4 separate regions of the Mus musculus genome follow, and regions 2, 3 and 4 are each linked to region 1. A link is a contact called in public promoter capture Hi-C data. All regions are on one chromosome and are shown on one strand. Each heading gives the region's core, a stretch centred on a gene start, on an enhancer-like site or on the middle of the called end of the contact. The rest is flanking DNA. Distances are from core to core; before and after follow the strand shown. Region 1 holds the start of Prr15 (proline rich 15). Region 2 holds the start of Creb5 (cAMP responsive element binding protein 5). Region 3 holds the start of Jazf1 (JAZF zinc finger 1). Region 4 overlaps Jazf1 (JAZF zinc finger 1).

The links. Promoter capture Hi-C pulls out the DNA fragments that hold promoters and counts their contacts.
Region 2: a promoter capture Hi-C map of liver shows a contact between it and region 1, with 3 times the contacts expected there. The contact joins the promoter of Creb5 here to the promoter of Prr15 in region 1. A contact is called at or near these places in 7 of 39 promoter capture datasets (the 3T3-L1 cell line, cranial neural crest, hippocampal neurons and 3 more), 2 of 484 Hi-C or Micro-C datasets (both in embryonic stem cells), 1 of 115 datasets of contacts at active chromatin or transcription factors (astrocytes) and 2 of 9 other capture datasets (adipose tissue and embryonic stem cells).
Region 3: a promoter capture Hi-C map of liver shows a contact between it and region 1, with 3 times the contacts expected there. The contact joins the promoter of Jazf1 here to the promoter of Prr15 in region 1. A contact is called at or near these places in 9 of 39 promoter capture datasets (the 3T3-L1 cell line, 3T3-L1-derived adipocytes, embryonic stem cells and 4 more).
Region 4: a contact with region 1 is called in a promoter capture Hi-C map of hippocampal neurons, with 2.3 times the contacts expected there. The contact joins the enhancer-like site here to the promoter of Prr15 in region 1. A contact is called at or near these places in 5 of 39 promoter capture datasets (the 3T3-L1 cell line, hippocampal neurons, liver and 1 more) and 1 of 9 other capture datasets (adipose tissue).

What each region holds. Positions count from the first base shown.
Region 1 is chr6:54,324,573-54,330,000 of GRCm38.p6, reverse strand. It overlaps Prr15 (proline rich 15), which reads right to left and starts at 3,100. Exons shown (of 2, transcript NM_030024.3): 1 at 2,691-3,100; 2 at 1-882. The coding sequence starts at 742. The coding sequence ends at 374. All of the region lies in intron 4 of 9130019P16Rik (RIKEN cDNA 9130019P16 gene), which reads left to right. It also overlaps the pseudogene Gm34169.
Region 2 is chr6:53,284,966-53,290,362 of GRCm38.p6, reverse strand. Creb5 (cAMP responsive element binding protein 5) reads right to left here and starts at 3,060. Exons shown (of 11, transcript NM_001327821.1): 1 at 2,990-3,060.
Region 3 is chr6:53,064,883-53,070,267 of GRCm38.p6, reverse strand. It overlaps Jazf1 (JAZF zinc finger 1), which reads left to right and starts at 1,644. Exons shown (of 5, transcript NM_173406.3): 1 at 1,644-1,815. The coding sequence starts at 1,701. Gm33097 (a long non-coding RNA gene) reads left to right here and starts at 2,273. Exons shown (of 2, transcript XR_377680.3): 1 at 2,273-5,385.
Region 4 is chr6:53,013,417-53,019,332 of GRCm38.p6, reverse strand. The region is part of intron 1 of Jazf1 (JAZF zinc finger 1); the gene reads left to right. Among named protein-coding and RNA genes, the nearest start is that of Gm33219, 40 kb to the right of the region's middle. Within about 2 kb of position 4,147, at least 7 of the 459 cell types and tissues checked have an H3K27ac peak or open chromatin away from gene starts, as enhancers often do. A contact at or near this core is called in hippocampal neurons, where this site is marked.

The sequences.
Region 1 (5,428 bases), core at 1,851-4,350:
CAGTACGAACACTCAGTTCCTTATTTGAGAAGCAGGAAGAGGGGTCACCTACTTATGGCCTCTGAAATACCCATCCAGCCTTGTCATTGCCACAGGTGACACCTCCGAATGACTTTTGTAAAAAACCAACTTCCTCAGCAGTAGACATCTGTCCTTCCCACAAAAAAAAAAAAAAAAAAAAAAAAAAAAATACTTACTCAGTCTCTGAGTCATGGAATTTTGAGGCCTCAGCTGACACTTCACTTTCTAGAACATATTAAATCTTGAAGGCCTTAGTCAACTGCATACTCTGAACTTGGGTGAAGCATCAAGTACTGGGTCTAGGGGTAATAGTGTTTTTCTCTTTCTGTGCAATCCTGGAAGCTTGTTCGGGCTATTGCTTGTCCTCCTGAGGGTCATCTGGAAAGTCAGCCTCCTCAGGGGACTTGTCTCCTTCAGGGAGCAGTGTGGCACGCATTTTCCTCTTCTCCTTGAATCTGCCAGAGCGTGAGATCTTCAAATTGCGCCGACTATTGCCTGTTTTCTCCTCACACAACTTATCTGACCTGAGGGACTCTCCGGGGTCCCCAAGGATATTGGAGTGCTGATTTTCTGGCAAGCTGCTAGTCCGATCTGAGTGAGGTGGTGAGGGTTCCTGGCCAGTCTCTGGCCGAACCTGAGGCTGCACCCCCACCGTAACTTCCTTGCTTTTCTTCCTGGTCAGAGATTTCCACCAGGGGCTGGAGCCGCCACTGTCCGCCATGGCCCATAGGCCAAGCACCCTGCGTGGGGAAGGGCCTGGGCCAGGACAGCTCCTCTCTTTTCTGTGGTCTCTGACTCTTCACTCCAGCCCTTCCAGGCTTCTCCCACGCAGACTTGCTGGATGGGAGTTGAGGGAGAGCCCTGCACAGAGAAAAAAAAAACAGAACTTGGGTTGGTCAAAGTAACATTCTACTCTCCTCAGAGTTGGAACTCATGGCAACTCTGTGACCACTGGCCACCTGCAGAACAACCCTGATCTACAAGGTTGAGTTCCTTGAACTCCCGCCCGACCTCAACCTTTGCCTTACCTCCCAAGCAAGTGCAGTAGCTATCCAGTGGAGATCAACCTGGCTCCAGAGGAAGTATGGGCTGGTCTGCCACTCAGCCTGACTGTATAAGGACCACTACAGGTGCCCACCTACCTACCCTACAACCGCTGCCAACCACTACATGTGCCCACCTACCCTTAGAACCGCCACCCTTCAGAGGAACACCAGGAGGGGAATGTGTGGGTGTGGGGTGGGGAACCTAGCTTGTCCTGCCCACTACAGATGAATAAAGATCAGGTATTTTCTTTATTAGTGATTGAAGAGGGAGTTCCCAGCCCATTGTGGGTTAGACTATTTCTGGGTTGGCAGTCTTGGGTTCTATAAGAAAGCAGGCTGAAATCCAGGCAGTGGTGGCACATGCCTTTAATCCCAGCAATCCGGAGGCGGGCAGAGGCAGGCAGATTTCTGAGTTCTAGGCCAGCCTGGTTTGAGTTCCAGGACAGCCAGGACTATACATAGAAACCCTGTCTCGAAAAACAAACAAACAAAGCAAAGCAAGCAAGCAGGCTGAGCAAGCCATAAGGAGCAAGCTAGTAAGCATGGCTCAAATTTCTGCAGTCTTTTTCTAGGATGAGCGGTGATGAGCGGTGTATCCAAGTGAGAAAGCGGGGAGCATAAATTCATGGTTGTGCTTACTTCAAACTGCTTCAAACCACTTCTGCCTTGTGATTTTCAGAGGCTGTCTAGACTTAACTTCCCTTGGAAACCGCCATCCCACTCTTCCTTTAACTCCCTAGAGCCAATCTCCACACTGTTGGAAGGCCGCGGGTCCCAACCCTTCTTTCATAGTTCTCTATCTCTTGAGGATTTTACTTATTGTAAACAAAGTCTTCTGGTACTTTTCTTTGCTGGTTGCCTTTCCATCCTCCAAAGGAGAGCGCCCAACCAGGAACTCCAGAAAACCATTGAATAACGGAGCCCAGACGCTCCTGATAGTGCAAGCCAGACTCTTGGCACACTTCCTGTGAGCGTGCTACTGGACACGGCCACCACGAGTGGGCAGGGCTCGCGCGCGCCGCCCATTTCTAGGTTTCAGCTCCGCCGCTTCGCAGCCCACGCACCGCGGCGCTCCTGGGATTCGCCAGTGCGCAGGAGGGAAACTTGTGCGGCCGTTTGTTGTTGCAGGTTCTCCCGGAACTGCCTGGTAGAGGAAGTCTCTGCGCCTACGGGGAGGCGCCATCTCCTCCCTGGGGATGTCCTGAGGACTCACTCGGACTGGGGCTTGAAAACCGTAAAAGCAGAACCAGCTCAAAGTTCTTTCCCTAAGAAAGGCGCCCACACCCTTAGGCACCGTCAACGTTGGGGTCTACAAACGTCTTACTCCCTATTCTGCAGATCGGAAAAACACCGCACCCCAAGGCATTTATTAATGGTGGTGGGCAGCCACCCAACACTTTCTTTTCCACAGTGACCAACTTGGTGTGTACGGAAAGGCTTTGTGAGAATTGCGCAAGGAAAAGATGGCAAATAATGCAAAAGTAGGCAGATCACTGTTCTGGGGGGGGCCTCTCCTCTGGCAGCAGGAGGAGGGGCACTGCAAAGCGCTAGACAGCATTCTCCAGGGACTTCGTAGCGCCAGGGCCTGCCTTGTGAGACGCAGAGGGACTCTGGTTCACTCACCTGTAGGGGCTTTCAGGGCCACTGCGGCGCCGCGCTGCGCCGCGCGGGCTGTCTAGAACACGGAGGGGGCGTCTCCGGGTGCCTGAAGCTTAGTCGCGGTGTCCCTTATCGCTGACTAGGAGAGATGCAGGAATCGTTGTTGCTGATCTCGCCCAACACCCCTGACACTCGCACACTGTCGGAACAACCTGGGGTTGGCAGCACGGTCCGCTCAGGTGGCAGGGACTGTCAGATCCTCCGCCCCAGGGTGAGTCTGGTCAGCCTTTCCCGGTGGGAGTCTCACATTCTAGGGCGCGTCCTTTCTTCCCGTTCACTCTGCTCTCTGGCCTCAGCTAGACAGGACCTGGGCTACTGACTCCGGCGCACTACCCTTCCTGAGCGTCCGTAGGAACGCGCTGAGACATCTGCCCACTTGCTGGTGGTTGGCCAAAGGCCTGAAGACACCAGAACTGAGGAGGAGGGGAGGGTCAGGGTGGGACAGGAGGCGGCCGCCAGGCTACAGGTGCAGGTAGGCGTCCCCGCCCTTCTGGGGACCAGATTGGACGAGGTTGCAAACGTGGTTCCAGCCCTGCGGACTCTGATTGGAGAAAAAGCTGTGCTGCGCCGCCTCCCTGCTCGCGTTCCGTTCTTGCGCTGAGGTTTGAGTCCCAAGGCTTTCAAATTTTCTAACTCGGAGAGCTGATTCAAACTCTGTCATTGTTTGGGAGTTTCAAGCGCCCTTACCTAAAAGACTAAGAGTTGAGAACCATGTCGTTGCTGTCATCGGGCGCTATCCTAGTACTATAACTCACTTGGGTCAACTCACTTGGGTTAACTCACTTGCTCATCAGACCGCCCCAGGCCTGGGCACTATGGCTCCTAACAGACCTGCAAAGGAACCATGGCTTTGCGGAGGTTAAACAGTTGTCCAGGATTGCATGCTGAAGGGCAATCTCGAAGTAACGGGGTTGGAAGTTTGATTCCAGCTTATCAGCTTGTTAGTCTTGGGTTCTTACCATAACTAAGTGCCTATGCTACAAAGCATCTTTCGCGTTTGGGCGACCGCGCATCGACACCCATCCAAGCATATTACTCCAGCCCAGAGCCACTGAGAGGGTGAACCAATGGGCCCCAGCACCGTGCAAGGTGCTTTAGCTCGGTGGTTATTTGTCAAAAACGGTATTAGAGGAGACATTTCTCTAACTAAGGCGAAGTTACGACTTGAAAGAGATTTTGGGGGTCTCTAGGCTTGCAGACATGCAAGTAGGACCCTTTCTTTGCCTCTAAGGTAGGCAGTCCAGGCAATTTGTCTGCTTTGAGCACTTTCTGCGGGACAAGCCTGGTGAGAGACAGATCACCAACCAACTCTGATCTCTTGCAATAAGGATTTGATAAGCAGGCAGGAATTTTATAGAGACTTTCAATACAGTAGGGAAGAGGAAAATACAAGGACTTGGTTGGTGTCTTAGTTTGGATTCAATTAAAAAATGAAAGATGAACATACACTGTGTATTTGGAAATGATTTGTTTCTAACCAGAGATTAGAGAACTCCCCTCCCCCTTCCTCCCTCTGCCCCTTTCTCTCTCCTCCCCCTTTCCCCTCCTTCTCTGCCCCCCTTCCTCCTTCCTTCCTTTCTTTATTGGTGGAATTTCACTATGTAACTAAGACTGGATTCAAACTCTGGCATACCACCAAAACTGACTCTTGAGGTTAGTTTTAAAGTGGGGACACTGAACCATAACACTGGTACTTGATAAAGACTAGTTGCCAGCTTTAAAGGAAGCTTTCCGGAGGCAGATGTCATATGATGAGAAAAGCTTGTCTGGGGAGTCGCCACCACCACCGTTTATGGAGCTGGGACATGCCCTTGTCAAGCACATTGTTGAAAGAATGAAGACACCAGGAAAAGGACACTAGCTTGCTGAATGGCTTTTCATCTAGTGTGGTTTTCACAAAGCCACAAGCATTTTCTCAATAAACAAATCCTTCATCTCTCAATAAGATAGCTCCTCAAATACATTCAGCAATGTCAAATGTCTCTGTTATGCCTCCTGGGTTGAGTGGAAGCACCTTATAAATGAGAGAACCACTAGATGGGGGTGAATATATCCATAGAAAGGTGAAGTGTGTGTGTGTGTGTGTGTGTGTGTGTGTGTGTGTGTGTGTGTGTGTGTGTGTGTAATGAATAGAGTCATGAAAAGCAGGGTAAACAGCAGCTAAGAGAGCCTCAAGGTGTGAAGGATGCTGGGCTTCTCAAGGCTCAAAGGGCAGGTGGGTGATGTAAGCACAGAGTGTGGCTGGGCAGACCTGGGAGGTGACACTGGGCAGCTGAGTAGGACACAGACTTTCAATGGCAGCTGGGACTGGGGCCAATGCAGAGTCTTAACAGTTGCTTTCTTGGCAAAATAAATGATCACCCACTTAAGGAATGAGTTTCTAGAACTGGGTGCTAGGAACTAAGGTCTTGGAGACCTTGCAGAATCTTGGAGTTTAGCGCTGACATTTTTGCTCAGCAAACCTGAAATTTCTGGAGGCGCTGGGAAACTGATCATGTCACTACATCTCTCCAGTAGGGGTGGGCTTTGGAAGGAATCTGAACAAATGCTTAAGGAATACAGCCGATCATACCAGAGAAACCAACGTACCCTGCACTCATCCTAGAGAACTGTGGTGTGTCTTGGCTTTGTTCTTCTTACTCTTGCTGACCTCACGTTCATATCTCCTGTTCTTGTCCTTTCCTTCTTTGTTAGCTCCATGC
Region 2 (5,397 bases), core at 1,811-4,310, 1.0 Mb after region 1:
GGACAGCAAATAACAGTGCGCCATCTAGTTAGCAAAGTGCAGTCTCCAGGCGTGAAGGGGGGACACCTTCCAGCCCTGGGAGCTAAGCTTGTCAGGGTTCAGCCACTCTAAAGCTCCAATTGTTTATTTAAATAAAAAAAAATATCGCTACTGGGATAATCCACATCTCATGGATATGGGAAAATTTAGGTTATAATGGCACTACAAACTTTTACATCTAACTTTGATTTACAAGATAAAAGCAAGTTTTAAATTAAAAGGGCTTTCTGTTAACAGAGCTTATTATTCTGAAGACGGGAATGATTTTCTTCGAAAGTTGTCCCTGGGTGCATGCCTATTATCTTTGCTGTTCCCCTTCCACTAATGAGCATTTATCTAAAGAGCCTGTTAATCCTCTGATGTGTGCTTCTGGTCAGAGGTAACAGTTTGAATAAAACCACTAATCACTGATCACTAAATCAGTGATCATTAATCACACTGTCCAGGGCCCGTGACCTGCCCATTTTCCCCTTTAGGTCTCTGCATCACAAACAAGAATTTTAACATTTTCAATGCCCATGCTTCCCATAGGAGACTTATGCCACTTCATCGCTAGATGCCAATAAATAATGCTGCCACAAACTTGAAGAAGGGGTGTCAAGCGATCTCCAGCCACGAGCTCCACAAAGCCTGCTCTATGGCCAGAGTATGTTGGAGAAAGTAGATCTAATTATAACCAAACACGTGTTCTTCAAGAATGCCACCTATTTAGAACATAAAATTTCCTCTACTTAGCTTCCTCCATCTCCAAATCAAAACGCCTTCAAACACCTTGTCCCCCAGCCCAAAGCTTCTGCCTCTGTCTGTTTTTACTGGATTTCTGCTATCATTATTCACTCACGCCCAAAAGTTTTCACTCTTTGTCCCCGAAACAAGTCACACGTGGTGGTGTTTTTGCTGCTGGTGTTCTTTTAAAGAGCAAGTGGGGAAGAACTCAGTTCTCTAAATTGGGCGTTTAACTTCCTCTACAAACATAGAAACTCAAGGATAAGGATAAGAAAGTACCGCGCGCAGCAGCAGCAAAGTGTTGTATGGTACTTTCAGCTCTCAGACACTTCCTTGACTTTGGAAATAAAATGTCAAATCTAGATCCTTTCCCGCTAAACCTGATTTAGTCAGGTCCTTCATCCTTCTCCTAGGCTCGGTTCACGGGGCTCTGGGCTCTTAGCTGTGGCTTATTGCTTTCCTAAGTCACTGCAGGCACAAGCTATTAGCATATAAGGCTTCTAAACCTTTCCAGGGATTTTTCTATCCAGGCTGAACATTCTCGCGTGGGAAAAACGGGCCTGGATAGTGCCTTTCTTAAATAATAGAAAAGGGCAGATTGAGCGTTCATCAGGTACTGAGCTCGCTCAGGCACCAGAAGCTCTTCAGCTCACTCCTGGGACAGCATTCCCCCTGGGGGAAACTGTAAAAGGCGGGGGCAGGCCGAGTGATAACGAGGTGGGCGGGAGAGGGATGGAGGAAGAGGGGTAGGGAAAGAGAGGGCAATAGCTGTGTCCAGAGAACCCGCAATTGCCCCGGGGGATGGGGGCATAGTTGCTTTGACAGCATTCTGAGCCCCCAAACCCTTGAATATCTGAAGCCCTTAATAAAACACTTACTGGCCTGCAGAATGACGTAATGGACCTGTAGCCAGCCTTTATTCTTTGACACATGTCAGGAAGAGGGAAAAATAAAAAACCAAGCAAGCGTTGCTGATACTGACAACGATGTACAAGTAGCCCACTCTAGTTCCCAGCGTTGAACCAGCATCAAGTGGGGGCGGCACTCGTCCAGGGAAAGCTGGAGCTTTTTCTACTAGACACTCCCTGGAAATAAATCTATGACTAGAAAATAAATGAAAAATTAAAGCGGGCTATAGTCCCTCTAAAGTGGCTTAGTGGGGGCGGTGTCTGCTTGTCTCAACCCTTTAAGAACTTTGTGAAAAGTTTAAGCGGTTCGATAAAGAATCTGGCTCAAAGGCAGACTCTGTCGCCCGGTCCTGAGAACCGCCTGGGTGCAGTGCGGCTCGGGCCCCAGCTGTCATTTGGGGCAGCAGCCCGGAAGAAGTAAGAGTGCCAGCGCAAAGGGGACGGAGGCGGGAGGCGGCTGCAGGAGTGAAGGCGAGGGCTGCGGAGCACTCTCGAGCTGGAGCGCCTGGAGCGAAAGTCAAGTCCCCCTCCAAGGCAACCGACCCTCCCGCTGCAGCCGGCGGCCGGTCGCGAGAACTGGCAGCGGCCGCTGGGCACCCGGGAGAGGGAGAACCCCCTGCGAACTCGCTCGGCTGCCCCTAGGTGACCAGGCGACTTTGCCGCAACGGTTGGAAGTTTGCTAACTTTCTCCCGGGGTTCCGCTGCATCACTGAGAAACGGGATGCGAGGAGGCTCCAGGTTCCTGGTCTGTTGCTGCTGCTGCTACCACTGCCGCCTCCGCCGCCGCCACCACCACCGCCGCTTGACCACACTTCAGAAGGGTTCCACACCATGCCGGGGCTCTGGAGGCAAACATACACCCCCGATTCATAACTGTTCCCCGTGTCAGGGAAACTCACGCGCGCTCCCATACACGCACGCACACTGGGTCGGACACGGCGCTGGCTCCACTCAGCATCCCTCCAGTCGCACGGCGCAGCAATCACCAAGAAGCGCTCCGGGACGGACACGGCGTGGGGTCTCTGGGTGACTACAGGACACAGCACAACTCCACAGTCCACCAGCAATTGGGGCCGGACTTCCTTCTGATCCGCCAAAGTGTTTACAAACACAAATCAAGGGGGAAAAAATGCATCGCATCCTTTCTACTCCTTGCCCTGTGACCTGCCCATTGGACTAAGTAACCTCGCGGCTGCAGCGATGAACCAACCCCTGCAAACAAGGACGCTCCGGAGTCGGCTCGCGCGGCAAGTGCAGCGAAAGTGGCTAAATGCAAAAGGCCCAGAAGTGGCCGCGCCGTATTTTTAGGAACTTACCAAACAAGTGTGGAGAAGGCAAGAGCCGAGCCCGGGTGAAGGGACCACGTTGGACTGAGCAAAGATTACAATACATTCTATTTAGAGTGCATTACATCACCCCCCCGGTGACGTCACGTGGGATTCCTGAACTTCTAAATCATTGCGGTCCGTTGGGGAAAAGGAGGGAGAGAGGGGCGGGGCCCGCACGCCGAGGGGGCGGGCCCGGTCTCCGCCCCGCCCAAATCCCGCCCCTCGAGCGGACCCGGGTGCTTGCGGCGGCGTCCGCGATCGCGCAAGCAACAGCTTGCACAGCCCAGCGCCGAGTAACACGGCCCCCCGACATTAGTGGTGTGAGTCAGCTTGGAAACAATCCTGAAGGTTTCAAACAGAGCCACGCAGGAGACACCGGCACGAGCTCTTCTGCAAGAAGTGTCTGTAGGGTCAGAAAGAAGTAAGGTTTGGGGTGTGTGCATGAGGTGGTAAGGATGCTGAAGGAGGTAGAAAGAGACATTTACACTTACAAATGCAGGCCACTTCCTACTTCCCTACCCCAGCCACCGAAGATACCCAGATCCTTTGCCTGTGACAGCCATGACCTCATTGCAGCGTTCTCTGCATGCTGGCTTCTTAGTATCTCCATTTCGCCGCCCCTCTCCTCATCACGCTCAAGGGCATATAACTTCTTGTGCACACTCAGTAGGACTACACACAGCCTTCCCTGGTCTCGCACCTTGCATGTGCTGACCTGTGAGAGAATCTCTCTAAAGGCGAAAGGCGAATCTCAGCCAAGAGCCAAATGATGAGCCGGATTTAGACTCCGCGTCAGCGCCGGAAGGGCCCTGGCCATTGCTTCCAGAGCCTCTGCTACTGGCCCAAGCTCGCCGGCTGGGAAGCAGTCGAGCCAGGGCTAGAATACAGGATCTAGGGCCAGGTCTGCAAAGGGAAAAGAGGACTGACCTTTTTCAGCATGGGCCAGAAGCCACCGCTCTCACCTTCCTCATCCCTGGCAAGGGCTAGATTTCCTTTTGGAAGCTCTCTCTCCCTTTGGGGAGCATTGAAAGCCTGTTCGAAATGACCACTGTCATCCAACAACAGCTCACACTTTGCCAAACACTTGAAGCCACACCATTTTCTTCTTCCTCATATGACTTTGACAGAATAAGGAAAAGCGGGGAGTGTGTTGTAATTATCTCTATTTCACAGCTGAGCTGAGGCAGACAGACTCAGAAGGCTAGGAGCTCTCCTGATCATCAGGGACCACTCTAGCGCATGTCTAACCCCAGATCTCACCTGGGTTCCTTGGTAGAATCAGGCATATTAATTCTTTTCTGATGGCTGACTGGTTAGAACTTCAACTAAGAGCTTGCTGGCTGGGAGTTGGATCTTTGCTTAGGAACAGTTTAGCCCCCATTAACAAACAATAATGGCTCCTGACATTTATGTAACATCTGACATTTATATAGTGCCTCTCATCCCAATGCATCACAGCCTGACTGTGTAGTCTGCCAGAGGATCATGACTAGACTGGCTAGGAATCGTAATGCTTTGCCCAAATTGTCACATTTCTGAGCTGGTTTTGACATACTAAGTGGAAGAGCTTTCTATTTCCTTTCTGGTTTGAAGTGTTTAGCCCCTCCTCCCCCACCACTTGTCTTCAGGGTTCCCTGAAATCACAGGGACTGACAACTCCCTCTTTCCTTGTAGCCTTCCTATAAGTTCTTCTGTGAATTTTCCTCTCCTCTTCTCCATGGGACACTGAAGGAACTGTGAAAGAAGATGCTGGTCCTAACCTGAAACAACAAAACCTTGACTGTGATGGCTCAATTGTCTGGGTTTAGGGAAGGAAACCATGGTTCACTGAACAGCAGCTTCCGTATCCACCTTCCATCTCAATTTCCAGTACAGCCTTGCTCACCCAGAGCAGAGAGCAACCTCCTTCCTCAGAGAAAAAGAAAGTGCCCAAAGGAATTGAGCCAGCTTGAAGCTAAGAGCTGGGGTTTTCCCCCTGGTGGATAAACCAAAGGAATGAAGCGAAGAATTAAGTGGGCAAAGCCAGGGTGATGGTCACAAGATTCACACACCTGCAAGGAGTTAAATGACTCAATTCACAGAATTATCTAAACATAAGAAGCATGAATAAATAAGTTTTCATGAAAGCACTACCCAACTTTCATAATGCAACACTGGGAATATTTACAGTAACTCAAGAATTATATCACTTGCATTAACAAGTGTTCTCGGCCCTGGGAGAGTGCTTTGTAAGCCCCACCTTCTCCCTGTTATTGAAAGTACTGGGACTGAGGCATTCGGTGATGTTAGTAAACTTAAGCCAGATTTTGAAAAAGAGAATTTCCCCCATCATTCTTTCATCTGTAGCATGGGCATATATGGACAGCAAGCAGCCTCTTACCCATCAGACCCCGCCA
Region 3 (5,385 bases), core at 395-2,894, 1.3 Mb after region 1:
TCTGCCAGATATCCTGCTTGCTCTCAGCTAACGGCCTTCCTCCCTGTCTGGGCAGCAGGGCACACTGCACAGTTGCCAAAATTCTAATTCACGGTGGAGAATTCTACCTCCTGCTCTTTAGACCCTTGTCTGGCCCCAGCTTCCAGCCTAGCGGGTCCCTGGCTCATTATCAAGCCCTTGGGTGCCCTTCCCCCATCCTCACTTGGTCCCAGGAAATTATTTCTGGCAACAAACTGAACTTTAATGACCTGCTGCCCCAACCATACTCAACTCAACTCTCCCCTTGGCAAATTTGTCACCTTGTAGGCTCAAAGAAGCGACAGACCAGACAAAAATGTCGATGGGTGAGAGAACTCAGCCTCAGCCTTTGTGACTGGGAGATTGTGAAAATTTTCTCCGGTGACAGAAATACTGCATATGTCTGCATTTACATTTACACGAAGTGCCCTAACAATCCTAATATTAGAGATAACACAAGTGGTATATGCAGTTTAAAAAGACAGGGTTGTTATTTTTCTAGGTATATGCACCAGCGGGTAAATGAAATTGTTCTAAAGACAAATGCTAAATTCAGAATGCATGAATAAATTTTTTAAAAATTACACCCTCGAATCATGCACATCTCCTGGTGCTTCTTGAACACCTGGAAGAAAATATACACCTTGTAGGTAAAATGTAACTGCAACTGCGGTTGGAGACCAGAAGAGAACTGGTTCTTAAGAGGCTATCTGGTCAACAGTATGGCTTAAATGCTCACAGGATGATATAATCCTAACTGATTGGTGAAATCTTCTTTTTAAGTGAAAATCGAATTTGCTTTGACTTTCATTTCCAAACCTCTACACTTGCCCCTTTCGTCTTTGGAGCAGCACTGCCAGACCTGAGCCACAACACGGGGTTCAGGAGGTGCGGGAATTTGGGGTAAAGAAATTGAGATTTTTGTTTTCTCAGAAGAATCAGGGAGAACAAACGTGATACATATGTAAAACACAGTCAAATGCACTTGACAACCAAGCGCTCTATTTTGAAATTTAAATAAAGCTAAGATTTTTCTTCTGGCCTAGGGGGAAAGCTTCATTAAAATCAATTAGTTCCTACTAACCTCCAGAGAATACGGACTTTTTAATTTTTTTTTTTAAATGAGAAAGTTTAAAGAACAAGGTGCACACAATTACCTTTCCTGGGTCCCTAGTGAATACCATCGTCACACCTAGACAGGTGGCCAAGTGCAAACAAATGTCCCTAAGAGGGCTGGGTAACTCCCTGAGTGCTCCTCTGGGGTGAAAAGCATGTGTAATTAATAGATGTGTATCTATTAAGAATGTAGCGCGCATAACCAAGGGAGGCTCCAAGCGGACTGCAGGCACCTCACAGGGCGAAAGGGCAGGCCCAGGGACGTAAAGTTGGAGGCGGGAGCTGCCAGGTGAGGCCTGGGTCGCGGAGGTTGGGGCCCGCACAGCTGCAGGCGCGCGCCTGCTCCCTCCTCCCAGCCGCCGAGTCCTCCCCGCCCCCTCCCCCGAGCTCCCGCCGCCTCCCGCTGCCTCCCGGAGGCTCGGCGCTGCGCTCCACCTCGCGCCCCCTCTCCTCCGTCCCGGGCTCGCGCTGCCCTCCCCGCGCCTGCCCCCTCCCCGGCCCCTCCCTCCGCCTCCGCGCGCGCGGCGCTCGCAGAGCCGACTCCGGGGGGCTCTCGATGTAGCACCATGACAGGCATCGCCGCCGCCTCCTTCTTCTCCAACACCTGCCGCTTCGGGGGCTGCGGACTCCACTTCCCCACGCTGGCCGACCTCATCGAGCACATCGAGGACAACCACATCGGTGAGGCCCGGGTGGGCGGGGGTCGGGCGGCGGGCGAGCCCCGGGGTGGCGCGGGCCGGGCGCCCGAGAAGGTGCGGGCGTGGAGGGCCGCGGGGCGCGGGGATGGCCGGCCGCAGGGTGAGGGCGGGCGCGGGCCGCGGGGGGCGGGTGCCGCACGCCGCTTCCGCCCGGCCCGAGCTGTCAGGCTGGCGGGAGCCGGGGAGGCGCCGCGGCGGCAGCCATTCCGCTTCCTCCCCCGCCTGCGTCCTGTCAGCGCCGGTTGCTAGGTGTGGCGCGGCGGGAGGGGGCCGCGGCGGCGGCGGCGGCGGGCGCGGGGCGCGGGGCGCTGCGTGCTCTGAGCGGCGCGGGCGCGGGGCCCGGCCTGGCGCGGCGGCTGCGGTTCGGGCGGCTGCGGGCCGCGCCCATCCCTGGCCGGAGCGCCCCGAGGCCCCGGTAGCAGAGGGGAGCCCGCGGGCGGCGGGCGGGCGTGTCGCGGCGCCCGCGTTGCGGCTAGGCCGGAGGTGCGCCGGTCCCCGCGGGGCCTGCGCGGCGCGGGCGCGGGGACGCGGGGGAGGGGCGCCCCGCGGGGCCGGTTGTGTCTCCCGGGACCCAGGGACCTCCTAAGTCCTGCGCCCCACGGAAGTCCTTGCATCACATTTGCACGCTCATCCCCACCCCTGCGGAGGGAGATGGGTCTGGTGCTTCTGGCTCAGAAGACCCAGCCACCTGCAGAAGGTGTGGCCGCTCCCCGGAGTGGCCTGGTGGGTGAAGAGGGCAGCCGGTTCCCTGGGTGAGGCTACCTGTGAATTGCTTCGAGAAGACCAAATGAATGACATGGATTCGACCATGTGGATGCAGCTCACGTTTCTGCAAAGTTGAGAGAGTAAATCACGACTGCTGTGCATTTATGCACGAATAAAATGAGGCAGAGCCTCATGCCCCTTTGCTTTGTAGAATGCTTTCTCCTTGCACACAGTGGGCGCTTAATACGCGCTAAGTGCCAGTTTAGAGCGGGATTTGCTGGGCCATCCAGAATGGGAGCTAATCATGGAAACTGTCTGCAGAATGCCTTTGAAAACAGAAATCTGATGAGTAATTGTCAAGCTTTGAAATTTTTCAAAGTTTCAAAGTATCTCCTTAATAGTTTTCCCCATGTCTTCTGATAAAGGTGAGGTAAAGAACCTATGCTCTCAAGTATTGGTGGTCTGAAAAGCGGTTTAATAGAGTAGCAAAGCTGCTGAATCATATCGTGACTGAGTAGTCATAGCTAAAAGTGCTCCAGGTATAAAGTTTCTCATCATGGCTTAAACTGTAGTGATGCAGTTTCAAGACGAGTTTTCCCAGTTCCTCACTGGACTCCCCTTACTTATTAAACTAAACAGAAATGATAACAGAAAACAGTTATCCCAAGTTCCATCCATTTCATCAGTTAATTTATGTAAGTTGAATGAGTAATACTTTTATCTGGTTAACTTTCTTAACTTGGGACTACCTGCTGATTGAAAGATAATTTAGTTTTAACATGAATTAAACACAATTATTTCTTACGAGTTAACTTGGAGCCAGATGATTTAGACTAGCATTGGTAAATCATAAGCCTCTTATTTTGAGTTGGCAAAGTTTTCCCAGTATTGTGCAGCTATCTTTAAAGAGGGTCAAGGGTTTATGAATTTTCTAAAGCTAAACTTTTAAGTGATGATATCTTACTCCCAAAGGTCTAATTATTTTCTTTCAATGGTGAGAGGATTGAAAAAGAAGTTTAAATTGTTTTGGCAAGGCTAACAGTTATTATACTTGGGAAATAGTTGTTCCAGCAAAGTTTTTGAAAAATAGATGTTAAAATGAACAAACACTTGAACCCAAAGCTTGAAGAGGCTGACTGGAACTGCTGTGTGCCTCAGATGAGAAGAGGCCTTCACAGGACAGCGGGCCATGCAGAAAGAGATAGGATTGGAGCTCATGAAGAAGAACGTTTGGCCTAGCTGGTGCTGTATAAATACACTTTAGATAAAGAAGCAAGAGTCAACATACAGAAGTACTCATGAAAGCTCTACATTTTATTATTTATTGTCATTTGCTCTACACGTGATATACGATAAGCTCTATACATGAGATAATGAGGGGTTTTGTTTGTTTGTTTGTTTGTTTTTTTGTAAATGGTTGGTTCACTGATTTAATGTTTTAATCAGCTAGTGGCCCCATTAAAGATTCATGAAGAGACCTAAGATGTATATGTTATTTTAGTTTTATTCAAGGGTCTTATTTAGTATCTTATATATCTGTAAGAGGGTTAGACTCCTTTTGAATTGTTACCATTTAATCTCTAGTCAAAAGCACTGACAGACTTTTCAAAATCCGTAGTTTTCATTATTACTATTGTTTATCACTCAGATTACCCACGTTAAGTTGTGAGTGGCAGTCTTTCTCATATATATATATATAGATAGATTTATGTGTATGTGTATGTACGTATATGTATATATGTGTATGTATGTATAGATTTATGTATGTGTATGTATATATGTGTATGTACATATATACACACATACACACACACACACACACACACACACACACACACACACATATATATATGCGCTTACATGGCTGCATTTTCATGTGTATGGTGATTCTGATTATTGGGCTTGTAGCGTCACCTTCAAAACACCAGTTTTACCCTGCGCTTCCAGCCACAGCTCTTGCTTTTACTCTTTTCCATTTCTCGTAAGGAACAAGGAACTGTGGCTTCAAAGACAAAATAAATCTGCTTTCACTAGTCTTTTTCTTAAGCAGCATTTTTCCTCCTTCAAGATGCTTCTTAAAGACACACGTTCTTCTGATTTGCTCTTTGCTTTTTTTCCTTTCATTTCTGTTTGTTTGGTACTGGAGCTAGGTCCTGTCTCCGTAAACACCCCAAGTATTCTAAGCCCAAGCCTGCCCCACTCACTCACTCACTCACATGCTGGGTAACTGTGAAGTGCTACCCTCTCCACTCCCCACTGTCTACACAGAGGCCTGGTGCTGTTTCCTGGAGACCAGAGAAGCTTCTCCTGGTGAGTGGATGCTCGAGTTGGTAGAAACACTCTTTGTGTGACCGTCATAAATAGGTGAGGTTAAACTGGTGACAAGGGAGCTTGGAAACACAGAGAACACTAAATTCAGCAAGAAGGTCATGCCCCAGACTTGTGCATGAACAGTGTATCACTGCTGTGGAATCTTACACTGTATCACTGCTGTGAAACCTTTTGGCTTTGGGACTCAGAAAGCAATTGTGGCCATTAGCTGGTATCATCTTTGGGTGCATATGTGAAATTACACCTGGATTTTGAATTTATTTATGTAATAGCCTAGCACTTGCTTTTTGCCAATATTCTAAATATTTTGGGGTTCTTTTGTTTGTTTGTTTTTGTGAAGGAAAACAAAACACCAGAGTTTGGGGTATCTTAAATGCTAATGAAAGAAGATGAATAACAATTTAAGTAAATGAAGGAGTGTTGAAAGGTAGTTAATGATACAGAAGTTAGAATAAGGTACAGTAGATTTGGAGTAATGAATGTTAGGATTTTAAATAAATGGTCAGGATAGTCCCTA
Region 4 (5,916 bases), core at 2,898-5,397, 1.3 Mb after region 1:
TGTTCTTTGGCTAACATCCATGAATTTGATATTCTTTGTGATCTCTTGTGTTTATGAGCACAGGGGTACTGTGGAAGACAAAAAGACAGAGGAAGGGTGAGTGAGCCTCATTTTCAGAAATCACTCTACCAGGCTGACTTCTGTTGACTCCTGAGTCCTGCTTTAGAGAATGCATAGACTTCATTCATGTCCTGTTGCACTTGGCCCTAACCAAACCCTTAATACTACGCACAGTTTGTTCCTCAGCATCTTGTGTTCCAGCAACAGCTAAGTGTTGAAGCCATTACAAGCTTTGGAATATGGATGTAGGTGGGCAGTAACTAAACTCACATACTTATAGTGCCTCACTTATAAATGCCCAAGAATTCAGCTCTCAGGTTGTGGTGAGTGCATTGTGTAAAATTCCCTTATTTTTTGACTACTTTCGGGTTGAAAGAATTTGTTTATAGACACTATGGGAATGTTAAACAGGTAGGGGTGAGTCTGGTTCATTTCAGTGGTCTTTTGGTTCCCTTTGGATTTAATGAGAAAACCTTGGTCTAGTAAGTTTCACTTATATCAATTTATTCTCTATGTGTCTGCCTCTAGTAATGTGCATGCATTCACTTAACTAGTAAATATCCCTAAAAATTATCAGCACCAAATTGCTTTATTAAAAAGCAGATTTTTAGCAGACTCCTACAAATGGCACATATATTTGTACTTGTGTGCTAGCTATGTAAATATAATTTCAATTTCTTAAAGTTTTTATCATTCTATTATTTTATATCTAAAAGACTCAAGGAGTGATAGTTGATAATGTTGTTAGCAATTAAAAGACACATAATAACTATACTTTTTTCTAAATTCTGTCCCCATTGTGTGTGTGTGTTAGGGCCAACTTGTTCTCTAGAAAATATAATGTACCAAGTGGTGTGTATTTTATATTATATCTCTTCTCATTCCTCCTTGATTTTTTTATAGTGATCATGCTTAACCTTTGTATTAAGAAAAGGTTAAATATTAGTTTAATGAAGACTGCTTTAGCATGCATTTAGAAAATGGGGGGACTTGTTCTTTTTGCTACCATATTGATTTATTTCCCTAAATATAGAAATAAAAAATCTTCTCATTACCCTCTAGCAAAGTTCCTGAACAGCTGCAGAAGGGACAGTGTTGATAACTTAAATACATATTTTTAATCTCTTAAGCATAGTTTAAAAAGCACATTCCTGCCTCTCTTCCCGTACCAACTCAATCACAGTGCTTCATATTGAGACTTCCCCACACCCCCAAGTCTGCATTTTTATTAGGCATCACAAGTGATTGTCTTGTAAAATTCAGTTTGAGAGCCACCCTTTGACCTGAGATTTCCTATCCTTTGTAAGGACTGAAGTATCTTCTAGGTTTCTTGTTTGTTTTAAAGGTTTGTAACAACTGTACATCTGTATCACACCCTATTATTGTCAGAAATACTGACAGACAAATGAGTCTCTGGTTCTCTCAGATGTTGGCTAGAAGGCACATACTCTGTGAATACTCAGGGACTATTTACAGAGGCCCTGCTGGATGAATTTGTCCTCTGTCCAGCCCAGGAAGCAGTGCTCCTCCAGGTGGAATCTAACAGCCCTGGCGGAAGGCTCATGAAAAACAGCCTTGGGTCAGAACAGAGGACTTAGTGAGTCTTCTCAGAGGTCTGCTCCAACCTGAGTTTTCGAAGAATATCCTCTGCTTAGACTGATCGGTTAGCCCAAGAAAGTGACTCAGCATCTTGTGTTCTGACTGGTTGGTTCTTTTGAAAAGGTCATTGTGTTCAGGAATTCAGACAGTTTGAATGCAAGCAATGATAGTGTGGAAGGTACTCTTGGATCTTTGGTTTCCTGTTGATTAAACTTTGCAGCAAGCTGGTGTTAGGTTCAAGATCAGAGACACACATCTTACTGAGTTAGCCTAGAATGGCAGGCAGTTTTCAGGTTTAGCAGAAGCATCTGGAGGGCCTGTTAAAAAACAGATTTTTGACTCTACTGCCAAAATTTGAATTTCTTAAGTCTGGGGCCAGACCTGTGAACATGCTGTACTTTCTAACAGTTCCCCGGGACTGGGGTGCCTCTGGTCCAGGAACCATGTACTGAGAACTCTCGCACCTTTCTGTCGCTGTTCTTTAGAACTGTAGTTTTCACCCTGTATGCTTTAACCCCTTTGAGGGTCAAAAGACCCTTTCATAGGGGTCACAAATCAGATGTCCTGCATATCACATATTTGCATTATGATTCATAATAGTAGCAAAATTACAGTTGTAAAGTAGCAACAAAAATAAGTTTATGGTCAGGGTCACCACAGCATGAGGAACTGTATTAAAGGGTTACAGCATTAGGAAGACTGAGAACAACTGCTTTAGATCCTCAGGGTAAGTTAAGAGTTAGCAGTATTTCTCTGTAAGGATTAATGTAAGCGTTTCATAGGGCAAACCTGGAAATATACTGTGTAATCTACTAGAATCTCAAGACTTTCCTCTTGCAAATCTCACTATCATTACTGTTTCCAGCCTTGTTCTCCTAGACCCATAAGTTCCTGGCAAATGTGTACCCCAAAAGCCATCAGTGCCACCACATCCTGAGATGGATTACACATGAGGGTGCATGTTTGGTTAAGGGCATTTTCAGTTAAGTCCGTAAAGGCTTCAGGAACCTAAGGCCTGACTTAGGACAAGTTGTGTGCTTCAGAGAAGGATCTGCCCATCTGTCCATCTGCCCATGGCTGAGTTCTCACACCACCAGTGTGAGATCTCTGATCTGCTATGCAGCAGTCAACTCCACTAGCTATGTAAAAGCAAGCTTCCAAACTTTCCCTAATATATGCCCTTAAGTTGCTGATCACTGCTTAGGATATCCTAGAGTGTTGATTCAGTGTTTTAAACAACTAATCTCTTCATTAATCCCAACCTTTAGAAGGTCACAGGCAACAGAACTTTGGGTGGGAAATACATTCTACCTCCTTTTGGGAGCAATTAGTTCAAGACTGGATTCCATTTGGCCAGGAAGATTTTCAAATCAAAGAATACTAGACTTTGACCAGAAAAATGAAAGACCCTTTGGAGTTAGCTGCATCTACTCACCCCCATGAGGATCCCTGCCTTTATCTTCTCTTGTGCCGCAGACTTTTGCTTAGTTTTACAGTCTTGCAGTACATCCAGAGAAAGGAGCTTAGCAATGGTCCGGTTTGACTGACAAACCTCACAGCCCACGATTGTTCTTGTATCATCACGTTGCCCTTTCATGTTCCTTACAGTTCTCTGTTCCATGCTGTTTCTTGTCCTGGGTGAGGATTTGCTTGCCCCACCTATGCCTGCCTTGCTCTTTTATGTTTAAGGTCTAAGTGATGGGTACCTTCATCTCAAGTGGCCTGTGAGTCCCACCTCCGCCCCTGTCTTACTTATTCTCTTCTCAGCTCTCATTGCTTCCTGAAAGGTTATTGTTTTGTATTATGAGTGCATTTTCTTGTAGTGGGATAACAGTAGGGACATTTTCTGACTACTGTGTCTGGCACCTAGGTCATTGTCTAGCAAATAATAAGTATGCAACAAACATGTGTTGCATGAGTAAGTGAAAGTGAGGCAAAAGGCCACCATTTATAGGAGTCGCGAGGAGGCTGGGAGGTCTATGAATGGGGTGCATCTACAAAGAAACCCAGATCTGGCAGCTTGACACTCAGGAGATACAGTGACTTAGGGTTTTGTTGTTGTGGCAAGTAAAAATATTTATTTGGGAAACCAAGAAGCCAAAGATGAGAGTAAAGACCACCCTCTTGTGCTCTGCAGTGATAAAGGACTTAATGGGGAGAAAAGAAAAGCAGGTGCTGAGGCCCATGGGCTCTACACGGTGAGCCTGAAATGGGACATCAAGATTCACATTGGTCTTAAGTGCAATCCCCTAGTTCAGTCTCCCGGATTTATTTCTAAACTGACAGCATCATCCATCTCCCGTGGAGCCCCTATGAGAGTCAGCAGTGCCATGTGATGTTACGTAGTTGGCCGTCCAGGATGCATCCTCTGGATTGGAGGCAGGACAGGGAGGACAGGTGAAGGATGGCAGTAAACAAGATGGCCACCAGACAGCTCCTCCAGTCAGGCTGCTCACCCCAGAATGGGGGATCTTTCTGTATGAGCACTGTCAACATTTACTTTCACTTTATACATTGGATTTGCATCTGAAAAGGCCAAGTATAATCAACATTTAAAGGATAACACGCAAATTTGCCTCTGATTGAGCAGACATGTTAAGTAATTTTAGCCTGGCTGTTGCTAAGAAACCAATTAATAATGCTCCATGTTTCATTGAAAATTGGCTTCTGCCTGCTTTCCATTTAACTCCACGACTCAGCTACTTGTGCTGCACTCTTCTCCCTTGGTTAGATTGTGACAGACAAATTATCGTTTTACTACATTTATTTCTGTGATTACAATTGTTAGTCATATCTGTCAATACAACTTCAGAGCTTTTCCTTGTTAATGCCATAGGATGGAAAACTGAATTTTAACTGCTGATCATTCTTTTCCTTTATAGCTTGTGGGTACTAGGTTATATTTTTGTGAAGGCCTTCCAAATTGTGGGTAACAAAAAAAAATTTAAAGCAATCTTCCCTGCTCCATAATTGTCCTTTCTCTCTATAGAGACTAATAATTAGAATATTAGACACGATTCAGAAAGTGACAGACAGCTGATTAAGCATTCAGCTGCATCTTGTGTGGTTCTTTCTTCCCATCGTTTGTAGACTATACCAGGTTCTGTCTTTTATGCAATGCATTCTGATTTTTGTGACTTTATTTTAGATGATAGCCTCTGTTCTTCTGAATAATAAATGTTCTTTTAGCTACTATTGTTCCTTTTTGAACCAGTCAACTGGGTAGTTACATTTAGTAGTAGCAGCACTTCACAGTATGATGTTTTGTAGTATTGATCTGGCTAAAATGCTCATTAAGAGGCAAAATTGGTTGCTCTTCACCTGGGTTTGACGATGTTTGGAGCCTTCTTCGAATGATGCACACAGACACCGCTGACTCTTTAGCCTCGTGAGTGGGAGCACACAAAGCCAAGCTCCAGAGGGCGAAGCAGAATCTGCTTTTGTAGTTTATGGTTCACAGCTTTAGAGTTTGGGTTCTGAAGATAAAATACAAAGGGCATAGAATTTTTTCTTTTTATTAGATATTTTCTTTATTTATATTTTAAATGTTACCCCCTTTCCTGGTTTCCCCTCTGAGAACCCCCTATCCTGTCCCCCCTGCTCACCACACCCACCCACTGTCACTTCCCGGCCCTGACATTCTCCTATACTGGGGCATAGAACCTTCAAAAGACCAAGGGCCTCTCCTCCCGTTGATGTCCCACAAGGTCATCCTCTGCTACATATGCACCTGGAGCCATGAGTCCCACCATGTGTACTCTTTGGTTGGTGGTTTAGTCCCTGGGAGCTCTGGGGATACTGGTTGGTTCATATTGTTGTTCCTTCTATGGAGCTGCAAACCCCTTCAGCTCCTTGGGTCCTTTTCTCTATTTCCTCCATTGGGGACCCTGTGCTCAGTCCAATGGTTGGCTGTGAGCATCCACCTCTGTAATTGTCAGGCACTGGTAGGGCCTCTCAGGAGACAGCCTCTCAGGCTCCTGTCAGCAAGCACTTGTTGGCATCCATAATAATGTCTGGGTTTGGTGACTGTATGTGGGATGGATCCCCAGGTGGAGCAGTCTCTGGATGGTCATTCCTTCAGTCTCTGCTCTGTAGTTTATCTCGGTAACTCCTCCCATTGGTATTTTGTTCCCCTTTCTAAGGAGGACTGAAGTATCTGCACTTTGGTCTTCCTTCTTCTTGAGCTTCTTGTGGCCTGTGAATTGTATCTTGGGCATTCTGAGCTTCTGGGCTAATATCCACTTATCAGTGAGTGCA